2 separate regions of the Canis lupus genome follow, and region 1 is linked to region 2. A link is a contact called in public Hi-C data. All regions are on one chromosome and are shown on one strand. Each heading gives the region's core, a stretch centred on a gene start, on an enhancer-like site or on the middle of the called end of the contact. The rest is flanking DNA. Distances are from core to core; before and after follow the strand shown.

Region 1 (3,186 bases), core at 552-3,051, 310 kb after region 2:
CCAGATTCAGGTCACCGGTGTCTTCTGGCTCATTCCAGACCCTGCACCACGGAGCCCAGGGGTGCTGGGCCTCAGAATGGCAGGTGCCCCCTCTCTGTGCGTTTGCCTCCTTCCTTGCATGTGCGCCCTTCTCTTCCCTCTGTGTATACAGAATGTCACATCGCTGCCTACACTGCCATGGGTGAGGGAGGGGCACAAAAAGCAGGGGGGAGCTTCATGCTGTCGCTGTGGCACAGAGATCTCCGGGCCCCAGCGAGACATGATTCACGGGGCCCAGTGCAAAAATCAGTAAGGGTTTTGAGAGGGTGACAGAAGAGTGTGAAAGCGACTGTGCAGCCCCTGTGACTGCACAGGCCTTGTGAGGTTGGCCCTGGCCCTGCGTGCAGGGGCGGCACAGACCCTATAGCACCTTAACCCGTGCATGGCTTGCCTACCAGGGGCTGGGGTGGCCGGCGGGAGAGGAAAGGGGGTAGAACTGGGGGACAGGAGAAAGTGGGGGTGGCAGTGCTGCGTATCTCTCTGGGGTGACTGTGTCTGCCAGTGTCTCACTCCCCTGCACATGCAGACCCCGCCCCCCCCCTCCGCGAGGGGATCAGTCTATTCCTGTTGAGGTCCTGGGGGCCGGGGTCAGGGGGCCAGGGTGGTGACCCAGGAGAGTGGGAGGCTAGGGGCCCAGGAATGCCGCTGGGTCCCTCTGCCACAGCCCTGGGCTCCCTGTCCTGCCCCCCAGGTCCTCACCTCAGTCCTGGGCCCCATGTTCCGGGGTGCCGAGCTCTGCACCAGCGCTGCCAGAAACCAGCCGCACCCCAGTGTCTCTCAGTTCAGCAATCAGATGGGCCCAGTACGATCCCACAGCTCCTCCGTGCGCCAGGAGCACAGTGGAAATGTGTCAGCTCCAGAATTGCGTGGAAATAGGCCAACTCTGACCCCGGGGACAAGATACCCTTGGGTGACAACATAATGGTGCCGGGGGAGAGGGGGCTCCCACCTCATAACCCTTTAGGGGACCTGGTGCGCCGGGGCACCTGCACCCTTGTTATCTGCTAGGGCACCCGCACTCCTGGCACGAGCGCCCCTCTCCACCTTCTGCTGCAGGGCGCCCCTCCTTGGCCTCACCCCTCGGGGAGCACTGATGGCTACTCCTGCCAGTGCCCACCCCCCAAGATTCTGGTAGTGTCGGCCTGGCCCCCTGATCTGCTCCCCTCGACCCCCACGACCCTGCTCCCCACATCAGCTCAGGCCACACTAGAGGTGATGCTCTCTGGAACATTCTGGTGGGGCCTCCTGATTCAGACAGACTCCTCCAGAAGCCAGAGCTGGGGAGAAGAGTGACAACTGGCCCCTGGCCCTGGCCGTTCACGGAGGGGAGGAGCCTCATGCCAGAAGCGACACCGCCCGTCCCTGGCCCCTTCCTGTTATGGGACTGCCTGGCCTCCCGCCACCTGCTTCCCCACGTTTCCCTGTGTTCTGCTCTTCTGTCTCTGTATCTTACCTCGAACATCTACCTGGCCTGGGCTTCCCGCACGCAGGGCTCGCCTGCCCACCTGTCTGTCTACCTGCGGCAGCACCGACTGCTCCTGGCCCCTTCCACTTCCACTTCCACTTCCTTCCCCGGGTTGGGGACTGGGGGAGCCCTGGCCCGCTCCGTACCTGCTCACACAGCACACCTGCCGCTTCTCACCGTGCCGCTCACGAAGGCCAGCGCTGCCCGCGCCGCAGGGCCGGGGAGACCCCTGCCTGAGAGCAGCAGCGTGAGCCGGGGGCGCCGCTGACCACCCAGCTGCTCCAGTGGCTTCCTTTCTAGGGCCCAGGCTGCGTGCCTGGCAGGTTTCCGGGGCCAATGCAAAACCTTGCTTGTCTGCTCAGCCTCCTGGGCCAGATGTTTCCTGTTTAGTGGTTTCATTTTTTTTTTTAAAATCTAGTCTCCTTTGGGGTGCAGGGCCAGGACCCAACAACGTGGAGGAAGAGGCAAGCATCACTTCTGAGGATTCTCTGTGCCTCCTGTGCATACCTCTTCCGCGTCCAGGCACCTTGCAGTGCTTCTCGCTGCACCCACGGCAAGCCTACTTATCAAAACCCACTGGGGACTCTAGGATGGCGGGGGGCTCAACAGCCTCTAGAAGTGGCCCTGATTGGAGACCCTGGCTGCACAGTAGAATCCCTCTGGGAACTTTAAAACTACCTGTCCCCAGGCCCCTGCTGACCAGTGTGGTCCAGGGTCAGGTGATTTGAATCCAGTCCAGACTGAGCACCACTGTGCAATGATCTCAAAGTCTGGACCTTGACCCAGCTGCATCCGTATGATCTGAGAGTTTTCTAGAAGTTCAGATTCCTGGTTCCACTCAAATCTACTAAATCAAAATCTTTGGGGCTGAGGACCAAGGATCTGTGCTTTCATAAGAACAGTTGGTGATTCTTATATGCATGAAAGTTTGCAAACCAGAGCATTACAACCGGCAGAGCAAGGGGAAGGGATGACGGAGGCAGCACCATTTCTAAGTCTACACCGGTGATTTTCAAAGCACAGTCCTTGGTCCAACAGCGTTACACTGGAACTTGTTAGAAATGCAAATTCCCACGCCCTCCCTGCCTCAGACCTGCTGAATCAGAATCTGGGGGTCAGGCCTCGCACTCTATTTCCCAAATGCTGTAGGTGATTCTGATGTGTGTTCAAGTTTGAGGGCTACTGGTCCACCATCCACCTCCCCCACCCAAGACCATTACATGGTCTGGATCCAAACCCTGGAGGCTCTCTAAGGAAAGGATGGTGGCAAAGGACCTTTGTAGAGGCTTGACATTACTACCCATCAGATGATGACATGCCTAGGGCTGGATGATGGGTCTGTTCTGAAGAGTGTCCTCCCTAAAGACTATTCAGGGAGTATATGTTGGGAGGTTTGGGAGGCAAGATTCAAGCAGCTGGCCTGCCTGAGATTCTGTGTATCCATCATGTGCGGGTGGATGGAGGCATGAAACAGATCTCAAGATCCAGCCAGTGTGAGCAAACGGGCTCCGTAGAGGGAGACTGAGTGGAGACAGGAGGTGTTTCCATTCCCCAACCAATTATTTCCCCAGGGCCACTAGGTGCCCATCATGGCTAGTTCTCGGAAGAGACACAAAAACAAAAACAACTGTGTGTGTGTGTGTGTGTGTGTGTGTGTAGATGTACTGATATATGCAGGTACA
Region 2 (3,118 bases), core at 360-2,859:
CAAATTTCACATTAAAAACCACACACATACATGGATTAAATGACTTGACCAAGATTAGGTAGTAGAGCTAGAATCTGACCATAATGTTCTGGCTTCAATTATTTTATCTTCGAAGGCTAGTTAGACCACAGTGCGGCCTGCAGCCTCCTGTAGTATACTGTGAAACAACAGGAAAGATAGACCATGTGCTTACTCAGTGGTCTGATATATGTGTTTTAACATCAAATTGTTGCTCAGTCTTAGCAATAAATACTTTTAAGTCACATGCTTATTTAAAATGATTAAATTAGTTTTCAAAAGAATTTTACTAACTAGCCAACACCATATTGTATGGCTTGCTGGGAAGCCTTTTTGTTCTAGTCATATATGTCTCTTCTCAGTAATCAAATTTCAAGTAAGTTGGTCCAGCCCCAGATTATGGGGGAAAAAGTTATCTTTAGGCCCTTTGTCCGCTTTCATCGCTACGAATTCCACAGAATAAGCCTCAGTCATTTTTGTTTTCACAAACTAATTTTTTCCCATTAGCCTATTTTTATCCATGACAAGAAGGATATTCACCTTGAAAATGGAATAGAATATTAGAGAAAGGGATTGCTGACTATACATTTGCAAGCTATATTTTGGGATATGAGCCTTTTAATACAGATATTCATATGTCTCACCCAAATTAAGGTTTTGGGCGTAAACCAGATAAGACATCCAATATCCCCCTGCCAATCCTGTGCATATCACAAAAAAAAAAAAAAAAAAAATCTCAATATCACCAAAATTCTGTGTGTGTGTGGAGGGGGGTAGCTCTGCCCCAGTGTTAATGTGTAGGTACGGGAAGGAGTTTTTTTCTTCATAATTTCCATTTTATTCCAAATTTAAACACTCTCATGAAACTAGCTGCTAATTAGAGGACTTTGAATCCTTGTCCAAACTGCACCATTCTCAGTAGAATTGGCAACCACTCTTCTTCGGCTCTTTGTGTTTATTACCATTTTTTAAGCAATTTGTTCTAATTTACAGATTTCATTTAGACATAATCTAAAAGCACTACGACTTTGCAATCTAAGTGCTTCACGGATCACCTAGAATGGTATGGGCTCTTCTCTCAAAATCAGATTGCTCCTAATTTTCGACTTTAAGAGGGTCTGGGGAATGGGGCCAGAGATCTATGGATTAATCAGTTCGGCAAGTTTCCGGTGATGAACTGTTTTCTGTTGCTATAAAGCTTTAAAAGCTGTAGCCTCGGACCCCACACCGTCAACCTCCCATCACCTTCCAACCAGCTGCCGCCCCAGTAAAGGGTGACGACTCCACAGTCACCAAGCCTGAGAACCGCATCCCAGCGGGTTCCGCTACCCACGCGGTCGCCAGGGGCAACCACAAGGTCGACCCAATAGGTCAAAATAAATGTGTAACGAAGGCCTGGGCCGAAGCTGACAAAGGTCTAGTCACTCATTTTTAAGTTTAATTCTAAAAACGATACTTGAAAGAGGTAACCCCACCCCCAACTTTCCCGCAGGAGGCAGATTTCCGGCCGGGGGTGACAGCGAGGGGCGGTACTTCCGGGTCAGGTGGGCCGGCTGCCTTGACCTTCCTCGCGGCTCAGCCATTTTGTCCCAGTCAGTCCGGAGGCTGCGGCTGCGGAGGAGCCACCCGGAGCGAAACTGCAGAGATGCTGTCCGTGCGCGTCGCCGCGGCCGTGGCCCGCGCCCTCCCTCGGCGGGCCGGGCTGGTGAGTGCGGGGGACCGGCAGGAGGGAGGTGGCCCGGCGGTGTCTGGCGGTGCGCTGACTCGAGAGCTCTGCTGCAAGGAGGGTGAGGGGCTGGCGGGCGCCGCCATCTTGCAGTGCTGGCCGCTCGGGCCGGGCTGGGTGGCGGCGCAGGGGCCGTCGCTCGCCCTCCGTGCGGGAAGGTGCTGAGCAGAGGAGGTGGTGCCCCCGAGGCCGTCCGGAGATGGGGCCTCGGCGAGGGGAGGGGGGTGGTGTCCGAGAGGGAGGAGGTCCTGGAGTGAAGGTCAGGGGCTGGGGCGCAGGCTCTCCGAAGCCCGCTCGGAAACGGCGAGGCTCGACCCCGCTGAAGGTCAGAGCACTGTCGCTAGCTCTTGTGGAGGCGACCTGACATTGTCTGAAGGTCAGCAGGCCCCGGCATTTCTCCTCTTCCTCCTCTGCCCCGAGGTCGGTTCGGGGCAAAGCCATAAACGAAGGCGCTCCTGTCAGTACTTCAGCAGGCCGTCTCTTGGTGCCCGGTGCCGAAGCGATGGGGAGATGGGGCGAACGTGCGTTTCATGCGGCCGATACCTGAGCGGTGACGCCCAGGTGGTCTCAGGCGGGGGAAAAAGGCTTTGCTTGATCTTGTGGTTCTTGACGTGTGTTAAGATTCCGTCCTTGAGGAGTCGTTGGACCGCGATTGAGAAGTCAAGGTAGAACGTAGGTTGGAAAATGCCCTTCGGTACTTATCGCCCTTGAAGTTTTTAAAGCTTGCATTTGCTTATGTTTTTTTCCATGGTAAGTGTGATCTCAGTTTCAAAGGTAAAATAAGCACTGGCTGTTTTACCGTTCTAATAACCATTAGAAGAAAAAACATTTTTAACGGTTTTTTCTCCAGTCCTGTAGAAAGTAGTGGGTTCAGAATGGACAGTGACCAATCCCAGTATGACAGCTTGAAGGAGGAGGGAGTGCAGATTGCTGTGGGCTTTGTGGAAGGCAGGGGAAAAAAGAGTCCACAGCCACGCTTAATTTCTAATCAAATTCTGACATTTACCAGTTTAATTTTTATTTGCTTTTTAAAATTTTTTCCTTAAAAAAAAAAAGATGTTAATTTATTTATTCACGAGTGACACAGAGAGAGAGAGGCAGAGACACAGGCAGAGGGAGAAGCAGGCTTCATGTAGGGAGCCTGATAATGGGACTCTATCCCACGACCCCAGAATCACGCCCTGGACCAAAGGCAGGCACTAAACCACTGAGCCATCCAGGGATCCCTTTTTTTTCTTTTTTCTTTTTCTTTCTTTCTTTTTTTTTTTTTTTTTAAGTAAAATAGGGTGTGTATTGGTATTTGCCCCCTTTAGGAAGCAGTTTATCTTATTGAGAATTTCTACAGTTCAACTGAAATATATCTAAGGATGAAAT

Evidence for each region. Hi-C and Micro-C count contacts between places; a contact is called where the count stands out from the background.
Region 1: a Hi-C map of blood shows a contact between it and region 2, with 2.9 times the contacts expected there. The contact joins the promoter of SLC14A1 here to the promoter of ATP5F1A in region 2. A contact is called at or near these places in 4 of 9 Hi-C or Micro-C datasets (amygdala, blood and skin fibroblasts).

What each region holds. Positions count from the first base shown.
Region 1 is chr7:45,415,444-45,418,629 of UU_Cfam_GSD_1.0, forward strand. SLC14A1 (urea transporter 1) reads right to left here and starts at 1,802. Exons shown (of 9, transcript XM_038543383.1): 1 at 1,651-1,802. The region is part of intron 1 of LOC119872583 (a long non-coding RNA gene); the gene reads left to right.
Region 2 is chr7:45,106,435-45,109,552 of UU_Cfam_GSD_1.0, forward strand. It overlaps ATP5F1A (ATP synthase F1 subunit alpha), which reads left to right and starts at 1,610. Exons shown (of 12, transcript NM_001287154.1): 1 at 1,610-1,723. The coding sequence starts at 1,664.